2 separate regions of the Mus musculus genome follow, and region 2 is linked to region 1. A link is a contact called in public HiChIP or PLAC-seq data. All regions are on one chromosome and are shown on one strand. The core of a region is the stretch at or near the end of the contact, and the rest is flanking DNA. Distances in the headings are between cores, read along the strand shown. Region 1 has its middle 19 kb from the start of Tex10. Region 2 holds the start of Msantd3 (Myb/SANT-like DNA-binding domain containing 3).

What was found. HiChIP or PLAC-seq counts read pairs in DNA pulled down with a chosen protein or histone mark.
Region 2: an H3K27ac HiChIP or PLAC-seq map of embryonic stem cells shows a contact between it and region 1, with 11 read pairs. The contact joins the promoter of Msantd3 here to the enhancer-like site in region 1. A contact is called at or near these places in 10 of 39 promoter capture datasets (the 3T3-L1 cell line, 3T3-L1-derived adipocytes, cranial neural crest and 5 more), 30 of 484 Hi-C or Micro-C datasets (the AML12 cell line, the C2C12 cell line, cortical glia and 13 more), 10 of 115 datasets of contacts at active chromatin or transcription factors (craniofacial prominence, embryonic basal ganglia, embryonic limb bud and 4 more) and 3 of 9 other capture datasets (adipose tissue, liver and pancreatic islet).

The regions. Positions count from the first base shown.
Region 1 is chr4:48,489,426-48,496,331 of GRCm38.p6, reverse strand. No RefSeq gene overlaps it. Among named protein-coding and RNA genes, the nearest start is that of Tex10, 19 kb to the right of the region's middle. Within about 2 kb of position 4,686, at least 29 of the 459 cell types and tissues checked have an H3K27ac peak or open chromatin away from gene starts, as enhancers often do. A contact at or near this core is called in craniofacial prominence and embryonic stem cells, where this site is marked.
Region 2 is chr4:48,534,702-48,541,348 of GRCm38.p6, reverse strand. It overlaps Msantd3 (Myb/SANT-like DNA-binding domain containing 3), which reads right to left and starts at 1,268. Exons shown (of 3, transcript NM_001145924.1): 1 at 1,078-1,268.

The sequences.
Region 1 (6,906 bases), core at 3,437-5,936:
GTGGAATGTCTTGGCTTCCATAGTCATTTGAGACAATCCCCATTATAAATCTCCTTTCCATTGAATAATACTATCTCTCTGTCTGTCTATTCATCCATCTACCCACCTATCCTTTGTATAAGTGCATTTTGTACCAAACAGCATATATAGAATATTATGGTTTGGATATGTTTTGTCTCCTAATGGTTCACAAACTAGAAGTTTGGTCTCAGTATAAAAAGGCAGTCCAATCTTTAAGAGGTGACATCTATGCTGAGCAGTGGTGGTGCAGACCTTTAAGATCAGCACCCAAGAGGCAGAACCAGGTGGATCTCTGAGTTCAAGGACATTCTAGTTTACATTGGGGAAGCAAGTGGCCTAATGGCCACTCTGCCCGAGATCTCACATAGCTGGTCAATTTTTCACCATCCTTCCATCTCCTGTCCAAGACAGCCAGGATTTCACAGAAAGACCCCGTCTCAAAAACAAAACAAAAAAAGAGGTAAGGCCCACTTAGAAAGTGATGGTTCTACCTTCATGCATAGATTAAGATTGGTCTCTTAGACTGGGAGGGGTCTTGTAGAAGTGAATTATTTCCCTACAAATAGATTATAAAAGATGGAGTATGGCCTCTCCTTAGGGTAGGGCATGGTTTTGATGCTAAGGTTCTGTTCCCCAATTGGTTCTTGATCAATCAATAACGATACCAGGGACCAATTGCTGGGTAGAAGGAAAGAGGCAGGACTTCTGGGTCCCCAAAGGCAGGCTAAGAGAAGCAGGAAGGGGCTGCAGAGATGGCTCAGTGGTTAAGAGCACCAACTGCTCTTCCGAAGGTCCTGACTTCAAATCCCAGCAACCACATGGTGGCTCACAACCATCTGTAATGAGATCTGATGCCCTCTTCTGGTGCATCTGATGACAGCTACAGTGTACTTAGATATAATAATAAATAAATCTTGAGAGAGAGAGAGAGAGAGAGAGAAGCAGGAAGAAGAAGGGAGATTTCGCCATCCTTCGGAGGGAGAAAAAGTGACCAGCTATGTGAGATCTCGGGCAGAGTGGCCATTAGGCCACTTACTTCCCCAGGTAGAGATTAGAAATGCAGCTAAGCTGTAGGCAGTTTTGGTTGTTGAAAAAGGGGAAAGTAACTGGGACCCTAAGCAAAGGGCAGATTAAGAGGTGCTGAGCTAAGAGTATTGAGAAGGGCATGCTAGCTGCAGGAGTTTAGAAACACCCAGCAATTGAGCCAATAAGGCAGGTTGAAATTGAAGAGTGTGTGTGTGTGTGTGTGTGTGTGTGTGTATATATTTTATCTGCACATCCAATATTCTCTGGGTGGGGGCTTGTAGCATGGTCTGCCCGGAGCTTAAAGTGGGGTAGTAGGAACTACACGTAACACCTCAGTCTCCTGTTCCCTGTTTTATATGTGCCACACTCTCTTTCTTTTACATGCACATATCCCTACCATGTTATGCCATTCACCATAGGGCCTTCAAAAGAACTAAGCAGATGCCAGCACAATTTTCTTGCATCTCAGAAATTATAAAATAAATAAACATCTTTTCTTTACAATCACTCAGCCCCAGGCATTCAGTTATTATAATATAAAATAGACTAATAAATTTGATGGATGGATGGATGGATGGATGGATGGATGGATCAGTAGATTAAACAATTGGATTTTTATCGACTTGGCTCAAATGATTACAGAGCTCAAGAAGTTCTACTACCTTATTAATACTCTATCAATAAGATAGAGAACCAGGAAAGCCAGTGGTGCACAACTCTCCAAGTCCAAAAGCATGAGAACCAGGAAAGCTGATGGAGCAACTCTAGGCCCAAAAGTCTAAGATCAAGGTGGCTCATGGTGATTGACAGTTCTGAAGAGTGAGGGTCCAAGAAACAGCATCTCTGATGTCCAAGAACAGGAAACAGAACTTTTGACTCAGGAAGAATTCATCTTTTTTGTGCTACTTGTTTGCTAGATGAATTGGGAGAAACCCACTTCTATCGGCAAGAACAGATATTTAACTAATGTAATATTGTGATTTTTTTTTAATTCTGGGAATGTACTATAAGTGACATTGTATAGTATCCTGTGGGGCTTTGGGCTCTGCACAGACAGGCTGGTCTCCAGTTGAGCTGAGGTCTGAACCCCGGTGGTGATAATTCACCTTCATGACATGGTAGGTGTTCCCTCATGCTCCTGGAACTCTGGCTCCTGCCTAAGTTACTGCCTCCCACAGCCCCCACAAGAGAAGTATGGCTAGAAGTCACATAGGCAATGGCCTAAGCTTCTGATCTTCAGGCTAAACTCCTCCTCAGTTACCTAGCAACAGTAAAGGCCATAAAAAGGGCTGTTCAGCTCCACCTCACTCTCTTACTTCTCAGTGCTCTCCTCTTACCTCTTACCCCTCACTCAAACCCCTTCTCTCCTCTCTTTTGTCTTCTCTCCTCTTCCCTTTCTTTTTGTTTTCTTCTTTCCTCTCTCCTCTCCTCTCACTCTCTCCCTCTTTCTCTTTCTCTGTAGCCTTTCCTCTTTCTCTCTCTCTCCCTCTCTCTCTCTTTACCTTCTCTCTTCCCCCCTGCATTTCTATAATAAAGCTCTAAAACCATAGACTGTCTCTGTTCATCAAGGCCCACTGCACTTGGAGGATGGGACAGGCTTTCTCTTAAAGAGCCATTTCTAATCTCCCATTAAAAGGCCTTCCTGTGCTCCAGTCAGATCCGCTGCACTCACTCTCGCAGGTGTTGGGAACCTCTTTCCTCATCTCTCTCTCCTATAACCCCGGGGCTTTAGCAAAGTAGCTCCAGGGTTCCCAGGTAAGGCTGCCCCTTGGCCACTCTCTGAAGAGTGGGTCAGAGGCTTGAATGCCTACCCAGGGATGAGTGGCAGGTGTATGACAGCCCTCCCACGCCTGATTGACCAGAGAATAGGTGGAACTCTGGCAGGGTGTGGGTTTTTCCTCCCCCATCTTCCCCTGGGCCCCCTTTTTAGTTCCCAAAAGTATCCTTTTGAAATTGTATCCCATAATTATTCCCTAGAGATTCATCCATTTTCTTCACATGTCAATAACACAATCTTCTCTCTTATTGAGTAATATTTTATCACTTTAATGTATGACAGATTATTTATTTTCCAGTTTAGGGCTCTGGTAAATAAAACTATGATGTATATCCTTAAGTAGTTTTTTAAAATGTACATGAGATAAGATTTCTCTGGGAATCTTTTTTTACTTATTTTGAACTACCTTATAACCAGATCAACATAAATAGAGGGCAACACGAAAGTTTATAAAGGCTAGTAAAACTTGTTTGGGAGGTTCTGAGTTTGAGAATGTGTTTAGCAAAACTCCTCTTAGCAGTAATACGTAGTATAAATGACTAGAAAAAAAGTTAATGATATCTTAAACTCCTCTTTATACCCAATGCTCTAGTCTAATGTAGGCATTTGTTCCTTTGAATGGAGACTAATAGATACAATTAATAGGAGAGCTTTGATATGAACTGACTTCCTGCACTGAACCAAACAGACCAAACCAAAATGGAGTTGAGCATGCTGAGATTTCATCTCATCAATCAGTGGCTAAACTTTATTTGACCTTCCTAGATATCTGGAAAGAAAAAAATACCGCCTGTCCAGACATGGCCAGTGTTAGCCGGCATGAGCAGAACAGGAAGTGTTAGTCATTATGAGGAGAGTGTATCTGCTTTTACTGCTAAACAGAAAATAACTTTGAAATGGCCAAATCTACTTTTGGAGATTTCTGTTTTCTTATGGGCTTTTGTGTCTAGAAAGCCAGCCCTCTCTTTTCAAATATAGAGCATGCAATCTATTTTGAGGGACCAAAGTATTGCCCAACTTTAAAATCATAAAAAGCCACTTCACCTCCTTAAATGTGTAGTTTTTGTCTTTCCTCAGCCAACACAAGGACACAAATGACCCTATCTAGCACTTCCTTGGATTAAGCAGTAGAGACGTTGATGACCCCTTTTGGAGTTTCCAGCCTTCATTTCAGGGCCTCAAGGTTTGTAAGTCCCTTGTATGACTCTGTTCTCAAGTATTTTTGCATTCCAACTAAGTGAAAAGTATCAAAGACCAATGTGCATTTAATAAAACTAAAGGGTTTATTAACAATATTCCAGCTGTGGCTGTGAAGCATCAGTCCTTCTACACGGCTGCTGGAAAAAGATCTGACTTCTGTGGTCTAACTATGGCGTCTACAGAGAAGTGTTGTTCACATACCACTGTCAGGTAGAGAAGCAATGAGCAAGACCACTACAGTTGGAGACCACATCATGGTAGCAGTTAGGAACATAGGCTCAAAACCAAACAAACTAGGGTGAAATTCTCACTCCTCCACTTACACATTATATAACTTTGAAGAACTTGTTTAACCTCCATGTCCAAGTCCATTGTGTAGGCATTGTGTTTGGTTTACTGTGTAAAGTTTACCCTTGGGTTATTCAAATGCAGATGTCTCTGCCCTCCTATATTGCTTGTTTCAATTTGGATATGGCATTGTAATTCTTATACCAAGAATCTCCTTTCTCAAGTTTCTGTAAACAGTTCTTACTATTTATTTTCTGCTTTGTCAATAAATGCTGGTCATCCGATGGCTGGGCAGAATAGAGAATAGGGTGGGACTTTCACCAGCCAGAGGAAAGAGAGGAGATTCAGATTGTAGCCTCCCCTCCTCTGCCTGAAATCTGCTTGCTCAGGTTTCATTGTTTACATCGGGGTGGAGCTTGCCGCTCAATCATTCTGCCATGCCCACTGCTGGTGCCTGCCGCTTTGCTCTTCCGGAGCCATACACGTGGTCACCCTGCTACTGGACTCCAGGATTATTTGGCGGGAATCGGGGCCCCTTCCCCTCCTTCTTAACTGAATGTCGAATTAGTAAAATTGAGCTTTGATCAGAATGACTGATATTAGCTACATATTTCTCTCGCACCGCCTAGCGCCCCTCCCCCCTTCTCTTCCAGGTTTCCAAGATGTCTTTCCAGACTAGAACCCGGACATGTGAGCCGCTGGCTGGACACAACATCAGATCAGCCAGCAGAATGGGGAAATAGGAGCCATGGAAAAGGGGTCTGAAGATCCAGATCAATAATAATATGGAAGTATTATGGGCTGGGGCTGGGAGGTAGCCTGATTGTCATAAGAGGCAAAAATAGATTAATAAGTGCTCAACTACTGAGGTGCATTTTTCAATAAATCTTTTCTTTTTCCTCTGTTTTTTGGGTAGTAGCCTAAGGTAAAGAAATATAGCCACCTGATTAATTCACTTTTTATATTTGTATTAAGGATAATTCATTTGCACCATAGAGTTATAATAAGACTATCTTCCACAATCTTAATAAGAATTAAGTATCTTGAGCTGGGTATGATGATGCCAACCTATAATCCCAGGACCTGGAAGGCTGAGGCAGAAGGTTTGTGAGTTAGTGACCAGCCTGGACTACATAGGAAGATCTTGTCTCAACAAAACAACAAACTGTTGATTTTATAAAGCACTTTCATAGTGCTGTGATAGTTTGAATGAGAATGGCTCCCATAGGCTCATAGATTCGAATGACTGGTCCTCAGTTGATAGAACTGTTTCAGGAGGATTAGGAGATAGGACCTTGCTGACGAAGGTTTCCCTGGGAGTGAGCTTTGAGGTTTCAAAACACCATGCCACTCCTAGTTCGTGACCTCTGTCTCTGTCTCCCTTCTAGTCTCTCTTTCTCTCTCTCTCTCTCTCTCTCTCTCTCTCTCTCTCTCTCTCTGTGTGTGTGTGTGTGTGTGTGTGTGTGTGTGTGTGTATTTCTGTGCCTCTACTAGTAGATTAGCTGTAAGCTCTCAGCTACTGCTCCAACACTATGTCTGCCTGCCTGCCGCCACAATGGTCATGCAGTAAGCTCTGTGAAATCATGAGCCTCCAAAATAAATGCTTTCTTTTATAAGTTGCCTAGGTCATGGTGCTTTGTTACAGTAATAGAAAAGTAGCCAAGATGAGTGCCTAGAACAAATTAAGTTCTTGGTGATGGTGGCTGGTGAGCTTTCATGATTTTCATTTAAGGATCTCAAAGCAGTAATCTTCATCAGTGTGTGTCCTAGTTTGTTCTCTGTCACTGTGATAAAACACTAGACAAAAGGCACTTGGGGAGAAAAGGGTGTAGTACATCTTACAGGTTAGAGTCCATCATCAAAGGAAGTCAGGGTATGAACTCAGGTAGTAAGCTAGAAGCAGGAACTGAAGCAGAGTCCATGGAGGAATGCTGCTTATTAGCTTGCTCCTTCTGGTTTGCTCAACTCCACTTCTTATTCAAGCCAGGACGACCTGGCCAGGAATGGCACCAAGCACAGTGGGCTGGGCTCTCCTACTTCTATTAGCAATTAAGAAAATGCTGGGCGTGGTGGCATACACCTTTAATCCCAGCACTCGGCAGGCAGAGGCAGGTGGATTTCTGAGTTCGAGGCCAGCCTGGTCTACAAAGTGAGTTCCAGGGCAGCCAGGGCTATATAGAGAAACCCTGCTAACTCACTGGCAGCAATTCCTCAGTTGAGTGTTTCTCTTCCCATAGGTTGATAACAGACAATAACTATAGCAGTGTGATTTTCATTTTCTTATTATAAAGCATGCTTAGCTTGATCCCAGAACAGGTTGTGTTAGCTTTCTACTACCATGACAGAATATCTGAGAAAATCAGTTTAAAGGAGGAAGGCCTTATTTCGGTTCAAGGTCACAGAGCATCAGTCCATGGTGACTAGGCTCATTTCTCTTGGGTGAGTCAGGTTCTGAACAGAGGACAGAGTACCTCACAGCATCTGGAAGCAGAAAGAGTAAAAGAGGAAGAGCCTGGAACAAAACACATCCTTCAGGGGCACATTCCCAATGACTCACTCTCTATGAGTAGACCTCATCTCCTAGACTGTCTACT
Region 2 (6,647 bases), core at 19-2,518, 48 kb before region 1:
CCATTATCCTAAGTACCGCAAAACATTTTGTACTTATCATAGCAATAAAACATCCATTCTCAATAATCACAACAGGAGACTAAATTCTTGTTTCTTACTCCAACATAAAAACCCTTCCTGCAATTTACAGATTGCCCGTGCGATGGTTTAATAATTCAAGCCAACTGTTTAGGACCTAGGGCCTGGGACATGAAGTGCTTAATTTTAGCTATCAGCCGACACACATTATCTCTCACAATAGTACTTGGGGGTGGGTATTACATCACACCCTACTCCCCCATTATAGAAACATCAACCCAGCAGCCTCAGAGTAAAGGAGCTTTCCCAAGGTCAGTCGGGCAGGGATGTGATGCACTATTTCCTTCTAAGATCCTCTTTAGGAGGGACCCAGCCCTTTATACCTCTGGACCGGACTGGAGGAGGCAGGGGGTCTCAATGGAGACAAGTACTGAAAAGCGGTGAGCACAGTTCCCCCGCACACAGTGGGGATATGTGGACCGGGGCTCCGCGGGGTCAGCCGGGTTTCCCCCCAAGAGCCTCCCGGGCCCCGGGCTCCAAGCTCCCGTCCCGGGAGCTCCAGCGCGTCTGCGAGGCCCGCGCGCCGGCGCTTTGTACGCGGCAGGCCGGCCGGGCTCCCGGGGCACCGCGGCGCGCGCAGGCGGCCGTCGGCCTGCGGGGAGGAGGGCGCGGCGGCTCGGCCCGGGAGCCCGCCAGACCCCCGCGCTCCCGCTCCGCCCGCTTTCCCCGCCGGCCGCGGCCCTCCGGGCCTCAACCTCCTACCTGCAGCGGCGGCGCGGCGGCCGCAAGTCCCGGGGAGGGGCGCGGAGGCGCGGGCGCGGCGGCCTGGGCTGCTCTGGCGGGCTGGGCGGCCGGCAGGGCCGCGGGCTCCAGGCGCCGGGCGGCCGCGCGCCCCCGGCCGGCCAGGCCCCGCCGCGCGCGCCGCGGCCACAAAGCCCCGCGCCGCCGCCCCCTCGCGGGCCGCTGCCGCCTGCCGCTCCGTGGGCGCCGCGGAGGGCGGGAGCGCGGCCCCGTGCAGTCCCCCACCTTCCCGAGCCCCGGTTCCGCCGCGCTGCCCACCTTGGCCCGGGAGCTGCGGAAGGGGCCCGTCTCCGCCAACAACAAAAGAATGCATTTTCCCACACCGGGGATGTGGCAGTCGCCCGCACGAGTTAGCGCGAGCCTCCTGACTGACGTGGGCCCTTTTCGTCGGGGACTCCACGAGGCTGGGAACGGCACCCCTTCCTACTCTGAGTTCAGCGCCAACTTTTGTGATTCTAATGGGCGGGATGTGTCTCCAGAGATGGGGTGTGCGCTCCCCCTCCCCCCAAGGACCCCGGCTACGTGCACCGACCTCAGGACACGACTCAGACCCTGTGTGCCTACCCAGTGGGACCCAAGGCGCGCTGCGACGAATGCCGGGCGGCTTAAACAACTGGGGGCAGGGGTCCTTCTGCCGACAAGGCCTTCACCCCTCCCCCCAGGATGAAGACGGTTTCTTTTGCCATAGATCCGTGAAGAAGATTCCAAGCCCAGAGAAGGGCAAAGAGAAGGTTCTCAAACTTTTTCTTTTTAAGCGAGATGAAACTCAACCAAGCGTAGAGATAACAATTTAAAAATAAACAATCCTGTGGCACTCATTACACTTAGAATAGCCAACGATAATCACTTCACCTCCTTATTCTTAAGGGTTCCATCCGAAGGAAACCCCCGCACCAATTACGTAGTCACTCCTTTGCCTAGTCCCTGAAAACCATTAATCTCTTTTCTGTTTCTATCGATTTACCTTTTTGTACATTTCATGTAAATGGAGTCGTGTGTCTTTTTGGAGCACGCGGCAGGTTGTGTGTATGTGTGTATGTGTGTGTGTGTGTGTGTGTGTGTGTGTGTGTGTGTGTGTGTGTGTGTAGTTGGGGGTGGTACTCACTAAGCTGCCCAGGTTGGCATTGAACTCTGGGGCCCAGGCAGCCTACAAATCTACAAACCTCCTGCCTCAGCTTCCCTAGCTCGTAGCTGATATCACAGGCCAGCTTCATTGGGCCTGGTCACTCTGGCCAGGTCAAAGAATCCAAACAAGGTTCATCCAGATTGTAGCATGCCTCTTACTTCATTGCTTTTTGTGGCTACATAAGCTGACCATTGTGTATTCTACAGTTTGCATATCTGTTCTTACAGAAATTAGTGGATGTTTAGATTATTTCCACCTTTTGGCTAATGTGAACTGGTTCTCTGAAAACCCCTAGACATGCATTTGTCTAAAGAACCTGTTTCCAATTCTTTGGGATACATACTTAGAGTAGAATTTCTGGATCATATGTGGTAATGTGGCCATGTGTAACTTTGTTGTTGCTTTTTGAGGCAGGGTCTCCTCTAGCCCAGGCTAGCCTCAAACTTGCTATGAGGCAGAGAATGACCTTGGATTTCAGATCCTCCTGCTTCTGCCTCTGGAATGCTGGAATTACAGGCATGAGTCACACATTCAGTCTTTAAACAGGTGATCATCCGGTTTTTGAACTGGGGAAAGAACAGAGAGACAGCCTAACATTTTCTGGTATGGAGGCAGAAGCACCTATAAAATACTAGACTAGAGAGTTGTAACTACTTTTTCTGCCTTGTGTTAACAATAACTTATCTACTGTCCCAGGAGCTTTGAAATTGCCCAGAGTCAGGAAACTGACTGGTGGGTGGGGAGGGTGCTATTGGCTAACAAACTTTATGATTTGCACTTAGGCCTTCCAAGTAATGTCAGATCGGAAGTCCTTAAAGATATTGTTCTGAGGATGTAACCAAAGGAAAACTATTAGCCGGGCGTGGTGGCGCACGCCTTTAGTCCCAGAACTTGGGAGGCAGAGACAGGCAGATTTCTGAGTTCGAGGCCAGCCTGATCTACAAAGTAAGTTCCAGGACAGCCAGGGCTATACAGAGAAACCTTGTTTCGAAAAACAAAACAAAACAACAACAACAAAAAACAAAAAGGAAAACTATTGGACTGAAATTTGAAGATCAATTTAGATTGGAAATTTGATTGATAGGTAGTAAAGTATGGGCAAGCAGGAGATGTACCACGAGGACCTATATACTACATATTTCTTCATGACATATTTTCTCTTCCTTGAATCTGTGTTCTCATTGTTTATGAGGGAGTTAACAATGCCTACGTGATGGGGTGGTGTCTTAGTCAGGGTTTCTATTCCTGCACAAACATCATGACCAAGAAGCAAGTTGGGGAGGAAAGGGATTATTCAGCTTACATTTCCACGTTAGTTCATCACTAAAGGAAGTCAGGACTGGAACTCAAGCAGGTCAAAAAGCAGGAACTGATTCAGAGGCCATGGAGGGATGTTACTTACTGGCTTGCTTTCCCTGGCTTGTTCAACCTGATCTCTTATAAAACCAAGACTACCAACCCAAGGATGGGACCACCCACACTGGGACCTCCCCCCTTGATCACTAATTGAGAAAATGCCTTACAGCTGGATCTCGTGGAGGCATTTCCCCAACTGAAGCTCCATTCTCTTCATAACTCCAGCCTGTGTCAAGTTGACACAAAACTAGCCAGTACAGGTGGGTAAAACCTTCAACCTGAACCTCAATAAATGGTCAGAGTTCTCTGTTTAAAGTGCTGAAGGTTGGCCTGAGCCACATGAAGACATACTGCTAAGAAGACATTTGACCACGAGTTTCTCCTCAAATCAAGAGAGTCAGGCTAGCTTCAAAACTAATATGGCCAGGGTGACAACTCAAATCCCTAACACAATGTCTTCATCTTGTCTGACTCGCTGTTTCCTGACTAGGGGTGGCAAACTACCCTGGTCAAGTTTTTAGCGTGGCTGTTCAAGTGTTAACATCTGTATAGTGGAGCAACACCTACTTAATAGGGCCATTTCAATGAGATGGTGAATACAGAGGGCTTGGCCGTGAGCTAGTAAATAGAAAATACTATCGTATGTATCGATAACAAAGCTATTTTAAGTTCTCCAAGGAAAATATGCACAGAAGAGCAAAATTAACACAGAAACCAGTAAGTAAAGCTATGTGGGGAAAAGGTGATGGCATACCCCTGCCTCAGGGCATTGCAGCCCACTCCCACAATGTTTATTAGTGCTAGTTGAAAAGAGCTTTAAGCATGCGCTTGATTGCTCTGGCCCAGGCTTACCAAGCAGTCTTGACATAGCAGCTGGTGGCTACAAAAGCTTTCTGAAGGAGAGAATACAGATTGAGCAACTAACCTGAATACAGCAGGGTTCTGAAAAATCACAATGTTCTTTGCAAATTGATGTTTCCTTTATCTCTCTGCCTGTTACTATTTTGAGTGGACGAAGCCCCCGGAATCTAACTGAGAATGGATATTAGAAACTATTTTAAAGTGGCTTTTCTACCAAGCAACAGAGTCGCATCCGGCCTTTTCAAAGGACGATATTTATTTAATCTGAGGCAAATTGGAAAGACAGAACCAGTATGAGCTGGAGGATCTGCAGGTATCTAAAAGCCACTAGGGACCAATCTTTATATACTTAGTTCCAAGTTGCTAATCCTTCTCCCCCGCCCCCCCCGCCCCCCCTTTTTTTTATTGTTTGACAGTCTTTCTATGTAGCGTAAACTTGCCTCCAGCTCCTCACCATCCTGCCTCTGGCTCCCGTACACTGTGATTACAGGAGGGCACCACCACATTAACTTTGTCAGTGTGTCTTTCCATATCTCTTTCTATCCTGCCTTCTTTATTTTCTCTGTGTCTTCTCTTTCTTCCTCTTGTCACATCTTTCTCTGTATATGTGCCCGTTCTCCATCTCCCAGCCTGCTTCCTCTGCTTAACTATCTTGCACCTAGCCATAACGGACGTCACTGTCACTGTCACCATCACCCCAGACTATGGTGAGTGCGGAAATGCCCTCTCCCTTGGTTCATATTTACACAGATAAAAAGCAAACAGGCTGAGCTCATTGCACCAAACAAGGACAAGCCAAGCATATGTGTTGGTTGCTTTTGGTTTAGAAATCCACTTCAGGTCCAATACATAGTTCTGGCGTGGAGGATGGGGATCACCAGTTGCAAAATAACCACCCAATATAATGGGACTACAAATGGGAGAATTCACCAAAGGGTAGCCTGGGAAGATGGACACACTGGAATCCTTGTATTAATAGGACTCTATTTCTCGAACAAAATATTTAGGATAAATTAGAGTTAAGTGTTCGTCTTATGCTTCATCAAAAAAAAAAAAAGTGTTTTGTAACAAAGACCATTATAGAAAACCACAACGGATTAAAATGCAAAGAACCAGTGTGCATAGGGTACCCAGCACGGGTGGAACATCTACAACAGAGTACCCGAGGCTCAGGGAATGTGGATGACACAGTAGAAAGATTGTAAGAATCAGAGCCCCCAGAAATCGGCTGTAAGGTTGTGCTTCCTAAAAACAACAGGGAACCCTCACCCATGATACCTCAACAATATGACAAACAAGCCCCGAACAAGGCCAACACAACCGAACTGCTAACTCAGAAAGGAGAAACCCACGAGACCCGACCCCTAGGCAAAGAACCACAGGCAACTATGGAATGCTGAGATTGGGAGACTTAGTTCTCCCCAGGGACGAGACCCCTAACTGTCACCCAGTATAGATGTCAGCTTTGAAATCACCCACACGAGCAACAGGAAGTGAGCTTATCAAGCTTTATTTATATATGTATGCATATACATGCATACACACATACATGTAGCAATAACAAAGAAAAAGAGGCCATGAATTTGAAAGGAAAGGAGATGGGAACATGAGAAAAGTTAAGAGAGGAAAGAGAAGTGGGGAGCGTGATGTAATCGTATTTTAAGTTTAAAAAAAAATTGAATTAAAATGAGTGGTATAGCAGGGTATGGTGGCGCATGCCTTTAATCCCAGCACTTGGGAGGCAGAGGCAGGCGGATTTCTGAGATCGAGGCCAGCCTGGTCTACAGAGTGAGTTCCAGGACAGCCAGGACTACACAGAGAAATCCTGTCTTGAAAAGCCAAAAAACCAAAAAAAAAAAAAAAAAAAAAAAAAAAAGTGGTATAGAGGACACTGGAGATTCGCTCTCTGGTGGTAAAGATAACCTAGGAGATGCAGTTCAAATGCTGAAATATTAGAAAGTCTGGAGCTATTGATAAGGCAAGACAACTACAGAGCAAGATTTCTGAAACCAAAATTGTCCTGGGAAATATATGGACTACAGTGTATGATGGTATAAAGCGGGATGCTCACATCGTGAAGAAGTTGAGAACACTGAATGGTGTTACGTGTGTAAATCACACATAACAAATTCAAAGTTTCTTCATAAATATGGCTCGTCGGGACTGGAGTGATGGCTCAGCAGTTCAGAGCACTGACTATTCTTCCAAAGGTCCTGAGTTCAATTCCCAGCAACCACATGGTGGCTCACAACCATCTGTAATAGGATCTGATGCCCTCTTCTGATGTGCCTGAAGACAGCAACAGTGTACTCATATATATAAAATAAATTTTTATTAGATATTTTCTTTATTTACATTTCAAATGTTATCCCCTTGCCTGATTCCCCTCTGAAAACCCACTATCCCCTCCCCCCTCCCCCTGCTCCCCAATCCACTCACTCCTGCTTCCTGGCCTTGGCCTTCTCCTACACTGGGGCATAGAACC